Regions from separate parts of the Mus musculus genome. Here all the other regions are linked to region 1. The links are chromatin contacts, called in public promoter capture Hi-C and targeted proximity ligation maps. All regions are on one chromosome and are shown on one strand. The core of a region is the stretch at or near the end of the contact, and the rest is flanking DNA. Distances in the headings are between cores, read along the strand shown. Region 1 holds the start of Fads2 (fatty acid desaturase 2). Region 2 holds the start of Ms4a10 (membrane-spanning 4-domains, subfamily A, member 10). Region 3 overlaps Asrgl1 (asparaginase like 1).

Region 1 (3,723 bases), core at 475-2,974:
CAAACAAATACAAAACAGCTTTCTTGACTTTATTATATTCCATCGTTAACATGCACAAAAGACAACAGTCTTGCTCCTTATGCATAGTCGTGTCCCAGGCCAGCCTTGAACTCATGGCAATATCCTGCCTCAGGTTTCTGATGGATGACAGTATGGACACGACCAGCACACCTACTTCACTCACTTCTATCTTTTGGGCAGGCCAAACGAACATCTGTTTGGATGTTTGTTTCCTCTCCTCTAAGCCGGAAAAGCTTCACTCAACACTCCTTGAGTCTGGAGTTTGTGGAATGAAGAAAGGCTGCTCCTGATGGATGCCAGGACAGAATGAGAGGAGTATACGATGGGAGGGACTATGGGAATGTATTACCCCCTGCACCAGGTACTTCCTTTGGACCAGTGTCATGTGGAGCTAGGGAGCCCAAAGTCTTGAAAGGGTCATGGAAGAGGCCAAACAGGGCCACTAGCTAAGCATGTATGTCTTGACCATTTTATCTCTCTTACCCTCAGACTCTTCATTTTGAAGTTAGCTATAACAATATCATAGGATTGTGGTGAGACTTTAGCGAATAGGGCCTTTCTTCCTACTATACTCCCTTGGTATCAGTGTCTCTCTTGCCTGCAAGTGGTGTACTACTGTCAAATCAATCGCGGGCTTTTATTGCTTTCATGTTTCCCAACCAGGCTTGTGAACTCTTTCTCAGTCGAAGACAAGAAAGGTGTCCAGTTTATCCTGGCACCCTCCCCAGAAGCCACTCCCGCGGCACTTAGCACGAGGAAGAAAGCAGAGATTCCACCGTTCTTTTCCAAGATGACCAAGTTGAAAGGATTCAGAGCCCTGGTTAAACAGAGACCCACTCCTGGCTCCTTTCTCTAGGAAGGTTTCAGGAAAGCAATAAACAATATGGATCTCTTAGACAATGTGAGATACAGGAGACTTGAGTCCCATCTAGCCAGGCAGAAATATCACCTAGTCATGACAGCCCAGGAGGGGGCCTTGTTTAGCCGGAGGCCGAGCGTTGTTCACCATAACCGCTGCGCCTCCTTTGTGCGAGCATCAGGTGCAAATCCCCGGCCGAGCGCGTTGGCGCTCTGAAGCGCGCAAAGAAAAGCCCAGCTGCCGCCCCCGCCCCCCCCCCCGCCCCCCGCTCTCCCCTCCCAGCTTCTCAGAGATCTACTCCCGCTTCCCCGGCTCCAGGCAGCGAAGGGAGGAGGAGGAGGTCAGACACGTCGCCGACCGCCCAGCAGGGCTTAACTCCATGCGGGCGGGCGCGAGGGAGGGGGAAGCCGCGGACCCGCCGCTCCAGCCCGCTGGCCTTCGAAAGATCCTCCTGGGCCAATGGCAGGCGGGGCGACGAGCCCTGATTGGTGCAGGCGCTCTGCTGATCACTGTGGAAACCCGGGTGGCGGGGAACTCGGGAGGATGCGGAGCCGGGAACGGGGGGAGCCAGAGGGGTGGGGGGAGGAGGCAGCGAGGCCCTGAGCTATCCTGGAGTTTTCACCGGAGGCAAAAGTCCACAGCAGGCGGGCCTAGGGTGGGCGGAGGAAGGGGACCGCTTGGGGGCACTGGGAAGCCAGGGGTACTCCTGAGGGAAGGCAGGGGTACTGGCTAGCTAGTGAAGGCGAGGAGGAGCGAAAGCGAGGGGAGGAGGCACGGTGGGAGGAGGAGTAGAAGACAAAAGCCGAAAGCGAGGAGGGCGCCGACCGCACACTGCGGCCAGGAGAGGGACCGTCGGTGTTGCGAGCCGCGGGCGCCCGGAGGCCGTAGCGCACGGGGCATCCGGGTAGACTGGCAGCATGGGGAAGGGAGGTAACCAGGGAGAGGGGAGCACCGAGCGCCAGGCTCCGATGCCCACCTTCCGTTGGGAGGAGATTCAGAAGCACAACCTGCGCACCGACCGGTGGCTCGTCATCGACCGCAAGGTCTACAACGTTACCAAATGGTCCCAGCGGCACCCGGGGGGCCACCGTGTCATCGGACACTATTCGGGAGAAGATGCTACGGTAAGAGTCTGGGGGTGCCAGCCACTCTTGTCTGCTGCAGGCTGGTGTCAGGAGCCCGGGGTCCCTGGGCGCCAAACAGATCCCCGGTTCTTAAAGGAGCGCAGGACGTTCAGCAGGGAAAGAAAGTGTACCAACTGCCCTCACCTCCCTCCTGGAATCGTTCTCCTCTGGGTCAACTGGGCAGACTTTGGCCGAGCCTTTTGGACGCCAGGCCTTAGCACCTCTGTGGAAGTCCCATCAGTGGTAAACTGTGCCCGGTGCATGTTCACAGCGCATACTGCGCGCTGTTCCAGCCGGAGCCTGGGACTCTCCAAAGGGGGCGCTCCAGCCTTCGTGTTCGGCGCTCCCCAAGTGGAAGATGGCCACCCTTGGGCGCCGGGGAGAGGAGCCTGAGAGCGGGCAGCCATATGTGGGACTCTCCTGCCAGACCAGGGGGCGGAGAAGGAAAGCTGGTTCCTGGCCAGGACTCGCTCCTGCTTGGACTCCTGTCTAAGAAGGTCCACAATGGCTGCCCGACAGAGACTTCCTAGTAGTTCAGATTCCCACGCTCCCGAGGATTATCCCGACTCACTCCAAGTGCCAGCCTTCTGGGAAATCCTGGTGGGGAATTGGTGGAAGGCGAACGGGCTGGATTTTGCAAAATTCAGGTCCGCAGGGGATCTAGAAGGTGAATCTAAGACTGGCTTGGCAACAGGTCCATCTGCCTCTGGGGTTACTATCGGACATTCAACTCAATGGCCCTCTGTTTTTAGATCCTGCCAGGATCACCCTTCCCCTCTTGCACTCATGGAGGTTGTTGAAGTCTCTGAGACCTCTGTGGAACGGAGGCTATCCTATATTGCACAGTACCCCATACCGTGCCTGGCCCCACCCCCAACCATAAAGTGATTGTGTAGTCAGGTGGGTAAGAGGAGAAACAAAGTCAAAGAGGAAAGCCAGACCTTTCTTGGCACCTTTCTTGGTGGGCTGAAAGCAGAGGAAAAGATGTAGCTGGAGAGAGCTTGGGAAAGACGAGTGGGAGGAGGCTGAGAAGAGGGATAAACTTATCAGACCGCACTCCACATCAAAGTCCAGGATGCTGACTTGAGTGTGGGCTTTTCTTGTGCAAGTTTGATAGTTTCAATTCTTACCTTCCATGTCTTTTCTTTTTGAGATCAGCCTAGGTAGCCATACCCTAATCAATGGACTGGAGGCTTTGGTGAACAGGATGCAATCTTACTCCAGATTGAGGAGAGAACTGGCCACATTCATACTGCCTAAAGACTATTTTCCTTGCTTGTGGAGCCTGCTTAATTATGCCCATGGGGCTGGCGATGCTAACCAGACCTTAGGAGAGTGTAAGCTTTTCACATTCCTTGAGTGTCCTAGCTCTCTTGGACCGCCTCACAACCAGAGAAGACCTTGGTTTCCCAGGGAGAAAACTTCCCAGCCCCTATCTGGGGGATCTTTCCACTGTTTCGGGTGCTGGTGTGTGCATGAATCTGTAGGTGAATTGCAGACGACTCCTCCCCTTTCCAGGCTCTTACCAAAAAGTTTCCTAAAAAGTAAAACAACAAATGTGATTGGTTTGATCCGATTATTCCATATTGTGTGATAAGTGGGTTTTCTTGTGTGGAAGCTCAGCCCAACAACAGCCTTGAACTTTATAGTTTATTTAAGAAGCCAGACGTATTTCATCCTTGTTTTGGAAATTCTTAGGGTTTCCCTGACTCAGTTTTC
Region 2 (3,676 bases), core at 1,118-3,617, 870 kb before region 1:
CATCTGAAGACAGTTACAGTGTACTTAGATATAATAATAAATAAATCTTTTTTTAAAAAATCTGAGAGAAAACCTAGTCTAAATAATGGCAGATATTTCTTCAATAATTTCTGTTGGAGAACCCTAGCTTGCCTAACCTCAGAGAGTTCTGTTTTTACATAGGATGAAGCATCGATCTATTATCAAATACCCAAGGATCCTAACTTTAATAAAGGAGAGAGATTTATTTACCTCGCTGTTCTGGAGATTGAAGGTCAAACGTTCACGTACAGTGGTGAGTCTGTCCTCCAGGCAGAGTCTAAAGGTGGCACAAAGCATTGCTCAACAAAAGGCAGGAAAATCATGCATGCGAATCTGATTCTTCTCTGTTTCTGATAAAGTACTAGGATTCATTTATGCCCTCATCCCCATAGCCTTCTAATCCTAATCACACCCCAAGGCTACCTACCCCTCAGTTTTCATCAGGTTGAGTTTCTGACTGATGACAAACAGGGTGGCACTTCAGTGCGAGAACTATAGGGGGCGCTCTCACTACTCCCAGGGGCTCTTACTTAGCTCCCTATTTGGTCATTCCACAGTTGTTGACTATACTTAATAATCAAAGGTGGGTGGGGCAAGGAAACAAATTCTTGGCCTTATTCCCACAATGAGTCAGTTCTGCTCAGAGCAGGTGGGAAGCTTTTTAAAAAGCTCGACTCTTATTTATTTCTTTAAACATCACTAGCTCTGCCTGCTTTTAATCATCACACAAATGAAATTATATAGTATGTGTGTATCTTTGTGTCTGACTCTTTTGACTGAATGAAATGTTAGAGATTTATCTGTAACATCTTATATTTTTATTTTATTATTTTCAATACTATAAACCTTTTGTTTTATTCTATCAGTTTAATTGATTTACCTGTTGATGGATAACCAGGTTAATTCCATTTTGGAGCATCGTCAATAACACTAACTTTAGTGTGTGCACGTGCCTCTGTGTGTGTGCACGTGCCTCTGTGTGTGTACACGTGGTCTCACACACACACACACACACACACACACACACACACACACACACACAGTAAGAAGACTGGAGAGACAGCTCAGCAGTAGTTAAGCGTACTGGCTGCTCTTCCAGAGGACCAAGGTTTGATTCCTCCCGAGCACCCACTTGCCACATGGCAGTTACAATTGTCAGTAGCTCTAGCTCAAAGGGATCTGACACCCTCTTCTGGCCTCTGAGAGTGCCAGGCACGCATGTGGTGCACAGACATGCATACAAACAAAAACAATTATACATATTAAATAATAAAATCGTTTTTTAAAAAAGAAAGAAAAGTAAGATAGAGAATAATACACACAAATAAACCAACATACACATATATACATACAAATTTACCTAACTGCATATGCTGCATACACTTTAATATGTATATTAAATATTAACAATTAAATGTGTATTCTCCGTCTTTAAAAACCAGAGGAAAAAGATAGAAAAAGCACAGTAGTTATCTAGTTCTGCATGAGACAGACTGGACAGCTTGAAGTTACACATTCTCATCTCACCATGTCCATGGTCAAGATCCAAACATGCCTTAGATATAAGTTCTCTGTAAGTCACATGCGCTGCAAGCTTGGTGGTGGCTGGACTTCACTCTCAATCAGGGCTTCCTGTTACTTGTGGTCACGTGACCATACCTTTTAAGACAAACACTACCATGCTTACACAGATGACAATACATCTGTCTGGCTTACCACCAGAGACCAAAGTCAAGCAAGAACTTAGGATGACCATGGCTGGTTTGAGGAGGGACACAAGGCCCAGGGCAGGGTCATTGTAACCACTATTGTGGATACTTTAACTTTCAAAAAATTAAAAGATTCTTTGAGGGGCCAGAAAGGTGTCTCAGAAGCTAAAGTTACTGCACAACCTGACAATATCCGTTCAGACCTCAGCACTGTGGAAAGGTGGAAAGAAGGAATCAATTTCACAAAGTCCTCTGACCTACACACACTCACACAGACACACAGACAGACACACAGACACACATCAATCACACACTCATATCAGCCACCCACATCAACACACACACACACAAATAAAAATTTGAGAATTTTAATAATCAACTCATTCAAATGCTGCCTTCACCAACTTGACAATGAACTGCTCCATGAACTGAAATGTCATCACTGCAACATTAACTGTCTCAGCTGTTAAAGGGAGACATAAGGAAGGAGACTCAGATCTTCACCTGCCCAGGTTTGGAAGCAGATGGTTTTGAAGGATCTAGTCCAGACATGCATCTCTGATTAGCTGGGAGTGTGAGCAAGGGGTGGGTCCCAGAAAGAAAAGAATCCAAAGTCTAAAGCCATAAAGATGTTCTGATTTCCACCTCTGGCTCTGTGCTGAGGCAGCTCTGGATGGTCAGGCACAGCTGAAGCCTACAACAGAGTTCCCGGGGCCAGGTGAGTACCCCCTCTCCACAGCAGAAACAAACAAGGGAGGGTCATCAGGGCCTCAAGTGGGGTTCAGTCTTAACACAAGAGATCAGCCTCTTGTGCTCGTCAGTCAGTAGCTGCAAGCTGGTGGTGAGTGGCTGAAACTTGACCCCCCCAGAAGTGAACAGGAACTGTTTATCAAGCAATGTCCACAACAGCTGGAGAACAAATGTTCCATGCTATGAAGTCCTGGGAAGTGGGGTTACTACGGGCCTCTCTCCAGGAAGGAGTCTGCTACCAGGAGCCCAGCCCACTACCCAGGATCAGTTGGTGATTCTGAGAGCTAAGAGGAATGACACCCCGTCCCTTCTAACCCTGGAACCTTGAGCACACAGAGAGACAGATTTGAAAAAGCAAAGCAAGGAAGACACTTGGGAAATTCCACCCTCTTTTTCCCATATCTTCCCTTTACACCAAGTGCCCAGCCCTGAGACCTCGAGAAAGTTTACTTTGCAAATGCCAGGGCCCCTTCTGACCTAACATAACTGAAAACCCAATCTTCTAAGGGTGGCTGCCAGCAGCCACTCTGTCACACTGACTCCATACCTCTCGGTACCTGCCTTTCTCTGCCTAACATGCCCATACATACATCTACATATATGTACATATATGTGCACATATTATATACACATACACACGTATGTGTAAACACACACTACACTACCCTCTCTGCTCTCTTGACTTCTTCTGCACTGTCTGCTTAGGGTCACATTCCCATCAAGATTTTCTCAACCTTCTAACCCAGACCTCCCATGGACAGATCTTATCCATTCTAGACATTCCCTGGCAACCAGCTCATTGCTCTGCAGACAAAATCCTGAAGGGCAGTCCTGTGTGCTCCCAGATAACTGTCTCCACACACTCTCCTCGACACAACCTTCCCAGCTATCAGGATCCCATAGCTGATTTCCTCCTTGCTCTGAGCAGGAGTCAGATAGAAGCAATGAACTCCCCATCCTGGAGATTAGAATGGGACCTCTCTTAACAGAAAACCAGACAGAGGTCAGGTGAGATTCAGGCTGTAGGGCAGGTATCATTGGCTTTTATTACTAAATTCTAACCTCTGGCCCTGGCCCAATTAATCTTTGCAGCCCACCCTCAGGCAAGCACTAGTGTTCCTGTGTATCCATAGAAACAGACTTAGACACTGAGATGCAGGAGCAGAGCCAGGGCTAGGCCTGGCCTGTCTGCTTGG
Region 3 (3,935 bases), core at 1,119-3,618, 980 kb after region 1:
AACTCATTGTGCAACCCAGGTTGGCTTCTAGCGTGTAGTCCTCCTGTGTCAGCCTCATAGGCGCCAAGGTTACATGAGGTTACACATATCTGCCAACACATCAGCCCATAGTGTATCCAATATAATGTAGAGACTAGGCCATTCAATGGTATGACTCAGTAGGAGTATTGAGAGCAAGCATCCTTGTTGGTTGCTAGCGACAGAGATGCACTAGGGCTCTCACCATAAAGTATGTTATTGCCTGTAGGATTTTATAAATGACCTTTATTGGATTAAGAAAAATCTATTCATATAAGACATTCATATGCATGAAGGTGGAGCACTCTGATCCACCTATTAGGCCCACCTCTTAAAGGTTCCCCTACAATAATGTTACAGTCCTGGGGACCTGTAGGAGAAACCATATACAAACCAATAGGTACCAAGTCAGATGTGTTTGTTCGATGTTCCTCTACAGTAGAACAGAAGGCGTGTTGAAAGAGGTAAGTTGGTAGAAAATCTGGAGTCTTTTATAAATTTTTCACTCTTGCTTTTCAACTTCTTCTTGGACTAGGTTATGGGTCTGTCCTGAATGTAAACGGTGATATTGAGATGGATGCTAGTATCATGGATGGGAAGGACCTGTCTGCAGGTGCAGTGTCTGCCGTGCGCTGTATCGCAAATCCCGTTAAACTTGCACGGCTTGTTATGGAAAAGGTACGTGTGCCGGAAGCAGTGCTTCCTGAGAAACTGCCACTGCTAGACTTCTGAGTGAACAGGCCAGACTGTGAACAGTGCTGGAGATCGCTGTTCTAAACACAAACGTAATGCCACTGGAGTCAACCATGGCTTTGGTCCTGTTAAGACTAGCTGGGTGACACATGCTGACTTTGTTATCTCCTGGCCTTCTTAGACAGGCTGGGGACACAGCTCAGTGACAGATCACCTACCTAGGGCTCACCAAGTCTCTGAGGTTGACCACCAACACGGAGAAAAAAAAGGGGGAGGATCCAGTTCAATTTTCACTTTGGGGCCCTTCCTTTTAACACTAGAAATATAATAGCTATTTCCACTCCATAGAACAGGTATATATGTATTTTTTAAGTAAAAAGAAATGCAAATATATATTATATACGTGTGTGTGTGTGTGTGTGTGTGTGTGTGTGTGTGTGTTAAAAAAAAATGCAACCTTTTCTGTCCCTTCCTACCCTGGCTTAGACACCTCATTGCTTTCTGACTGGCCATGGTGCAGAGAAATTTGCAGAAGACATGGGGATTCCACAGGTCCCTGTAGAAAAACTGATAACTGAGAGAACCAAGAAGCACCTGGAGAAAGAGAAGCTTGAGAAGGGAGCACAGAATGCTGACTGCCCTAAGTAAGTTCCAGACGACACCCAGACTTTTGCAGTTAGAACAGCTGGACAGCTTGGCAGTGTCCCCTCACCTGTATTCCCTAAGGAACTGAAACTCTGTGGGAGGAGGGCAACTCTTCTTAACCTTAACTTTGCCCTGACTTAGACCTCCTATATGGATAAGAGGTCAGTCTGACAGGGCTCCTCTCTGGCACAATTCAGCAGAATATTGCTAGACAGGCTTGGAGGCGCACACACACACACATGATTTCAGCCATGAGGAGGCAGAGAGAGAGAGAGAGGGAGGAGAGAGAGAGAGAGCAGGTTTCAAGACAGCCTGAACTGTAGAGTGAGACCCTAGCTCAAAAACATAATAATAATTCAGTAGGGTACAGGAGCTCACAATGGCATAGAATTCAGTCTTGTAATACTACTGAGTCCCTAATTTACCAGACACCAATGTTCAAATAACCTAGGTAGAGTATATATATATATATATATATATATATTCAGATAAATATACATACATACACACACATATGCATTATATACATATATTTATGTATATACACACACACATACGTGTGTGTGTGTGTGTGTGTGTGTGTGTGTGTGTGTGTGTGTGTTTCCCTTTCCTAGAGAATCAGTTTTGCTGGGTCTGAGGAAAAGAGGCCAGGCAGGTATAATACGAAAGTCTCTGAGATAATAATCTGATGCCTTTCCAGATTATGAGATTGGAGATAGTAACACACTATTATTCTTCTACTTGCTCTGAAATAGGATTTTGCTATATACCCAGGCTAAGCCTGGAATTTGCCTGGAATTTTCCTCCTCCTCAGTTTCCCAGATCCTAGGACTTAAGGCTTTTATTTCTGTAGACTGCAGTCAGGGAGTGAGGCTGCTGGATCAGCGCCTTGTGCTTATTTTTAAAGCTGGTTCCTATTGCTTTCTAAAGTTGTGTATGAGCTGGGGGTTCAGTGGTAGAGTGCATGCTTAGTGCGTGCATAAAGCCCTGGGCCCGATGCCCAGCACTAAACAAAAGACGCCTCTAATCATACAGCGGCACCAGCCAGTACTGCTCTTAGGTGTAAATAAGTGGCTTTCCCTGGATCCTGCAACTTAGAGAGGTCAGGAAAGTTAATTATAGAATGCATGGGTCACCTTTGGCACTCAGAATTGGCTCAGCATGACTGATAACCCTGGCCTCTGTTCCTCTCACTAACACTGTGCAGTCTCCAGAAAGAAAAGGCTTTTTTGCCTCTCTCAGCCCAAAGACTGGCTGTGCACCTGACACCATCAGAAATGAATACTTTTGGGTAATGTGGAAAGATACAAACAGCAGGACTTAGGTAAGGGGGGGCGGGGGTTACATAAAAAGTAACTTTTAGAATACTTAGACCATGAAGCACTTACATCATGTTCCCTTGAAGTGGCAACAGTCCACTTCTTTGCCTCCACCTTATAAAAGTAGCCAGTGAATTAGGGCCATCTCTGAAAGGGTTAAATTTGCCCATGTGTCCATCTCAATAAGAAGCACTTAAGCTGTTTAATTTTTTCTGGTAGCTACAACAAACGTAAAAGAAACATTTAAAATGAGTAAATTTTTGTGATAGGGTCTCACTGTGTAGCCTTAACTAGCTTGGAACTCATTCTGTATACCAAGCCAACCTCAGACTCAGAGATCCACCTGCCTCTGCCTCTGCCTCTGCCTCTGCCTCTGCCTCTCCCTCCTGACAGCTGGGAAGGATGTATTCTTTAAGGTAGAAATGTAAAGAGCCATGTAGAAATCTGCCTGCTAGTGACATGTAAAGTAAGAAACATTGTTTTCTTGAGTCCAGAATCTTAACATATAATATGGTACATAAGGGACAGTGTTGCTTAGGGGCTGTTTCTCATCTTCATTACCTTCCCTTTTCTGCTTATTTTTGACAGAAACTCAGGAACTGTGGGTGCTGTTGCCTTGGACTGCAGAGGAAACTTGGCTTACGCAACCTCTACTGGGGGGATTGTCAATAAAATGGTTGGCCGAGTTGGAGACTCGCCTTGCATAGGTAGGACTAAGAGGTAGATCATGCTCCTCCCTTGCCCTTCATGTCATCAGATTCACACCCTTTCCTGTGTCACTTCCTCTGCCCTCGTGGTGACAGCTTCTAGGAGTGGCATTTGGGTTGGAAGAGGGTTGTTGGGGACCACTGCTCTGAGGTATTGACTTCTAATAGGCACATCAGTTTCCCATGGATTACATTTTGGGGACATCTTGGGAGAGGAAGTGAAAGAGAGGATGCTAAAGTTGTCCCAGGCTGCTGCAGCCATACCTGTCTTCTCTGTAGCCTCAGCTTCAGGGTCCTCAGACTCACTTGCAGAGCCTAAATATAAATACATAGTGCCTCTCCCCAGACATGGCTCACATTAACAATGTAAAAACAAACAACTGAAAACTTGGGCTAGAGTGATGACTTGGGGGAAATATTTGCTGTGCACATATATGGCCCTGAGTTCGGATCCCCAGCACCCATGTAAACGCCTCGTGCAGCACTGGGCATCTGTAACCCAACCCTGGGAGAGGCAGAAATGAGTGGACCATCATAGCTTGCTAGCCAGCTA

What was found. Promoter capture Hi-C pulls out the DNA fragments that hold promoters and counts their contacts.
Region 2: a promoter capture Hi-C map of liver shows a contact between it and region 1, with 2.0 times the contacts expected there.
Region 3: a targeted proximity ligation map of acute myeloid leukemia shows a contact between it and region 1, with 7 times the contacts expected there. A contact is called at or near these places in 2 of 39 promoter capture datasets (the C10 cell line and cranial neural crest) and 4 of 130 datasets of targeted methods (acute myeloid leukemia, large pre-B cells, pancreatic cancer cells and 1 more).

Annotation. Positions count from the first base shown.
Region 1 is chr19:10,099,504-10,103,226 of GRCm38.p6, reverse strand. Fads2 (fatty acid desaturase 2) reads left to right here and starts at 1,724. Exons shown (of 12, transcript NM_019699.2): 1 at 1,724-2,004. The coding sequence starts at 1,798.
Region 2 is chr19:10,973,391-10,977,066 of GRCm38.p6, reverse strand. It overlaps Ms4a10 (membrane-spanning 4-domains, subfamily A, member 10), which reads left to right and starts at 2,367. Exons shown (of 9, transcript NM_023529.3): 1 at 2,367-2,448.
Region 3 is chr19:9,115,949-9,119,883 of GRCm38.p6, reverse strand. Asrgl1 (asparaginase like 1) reads left to right here. Exons shown (of 7, transcript NM_025610.3): 3 at 554-696; 4 at 1,198-1,355; 5 at 3,264-3,382. Among named protein-coding and RNA genes, the nearest start is that of Asrgl1, 18 kb to the left of the region's middle.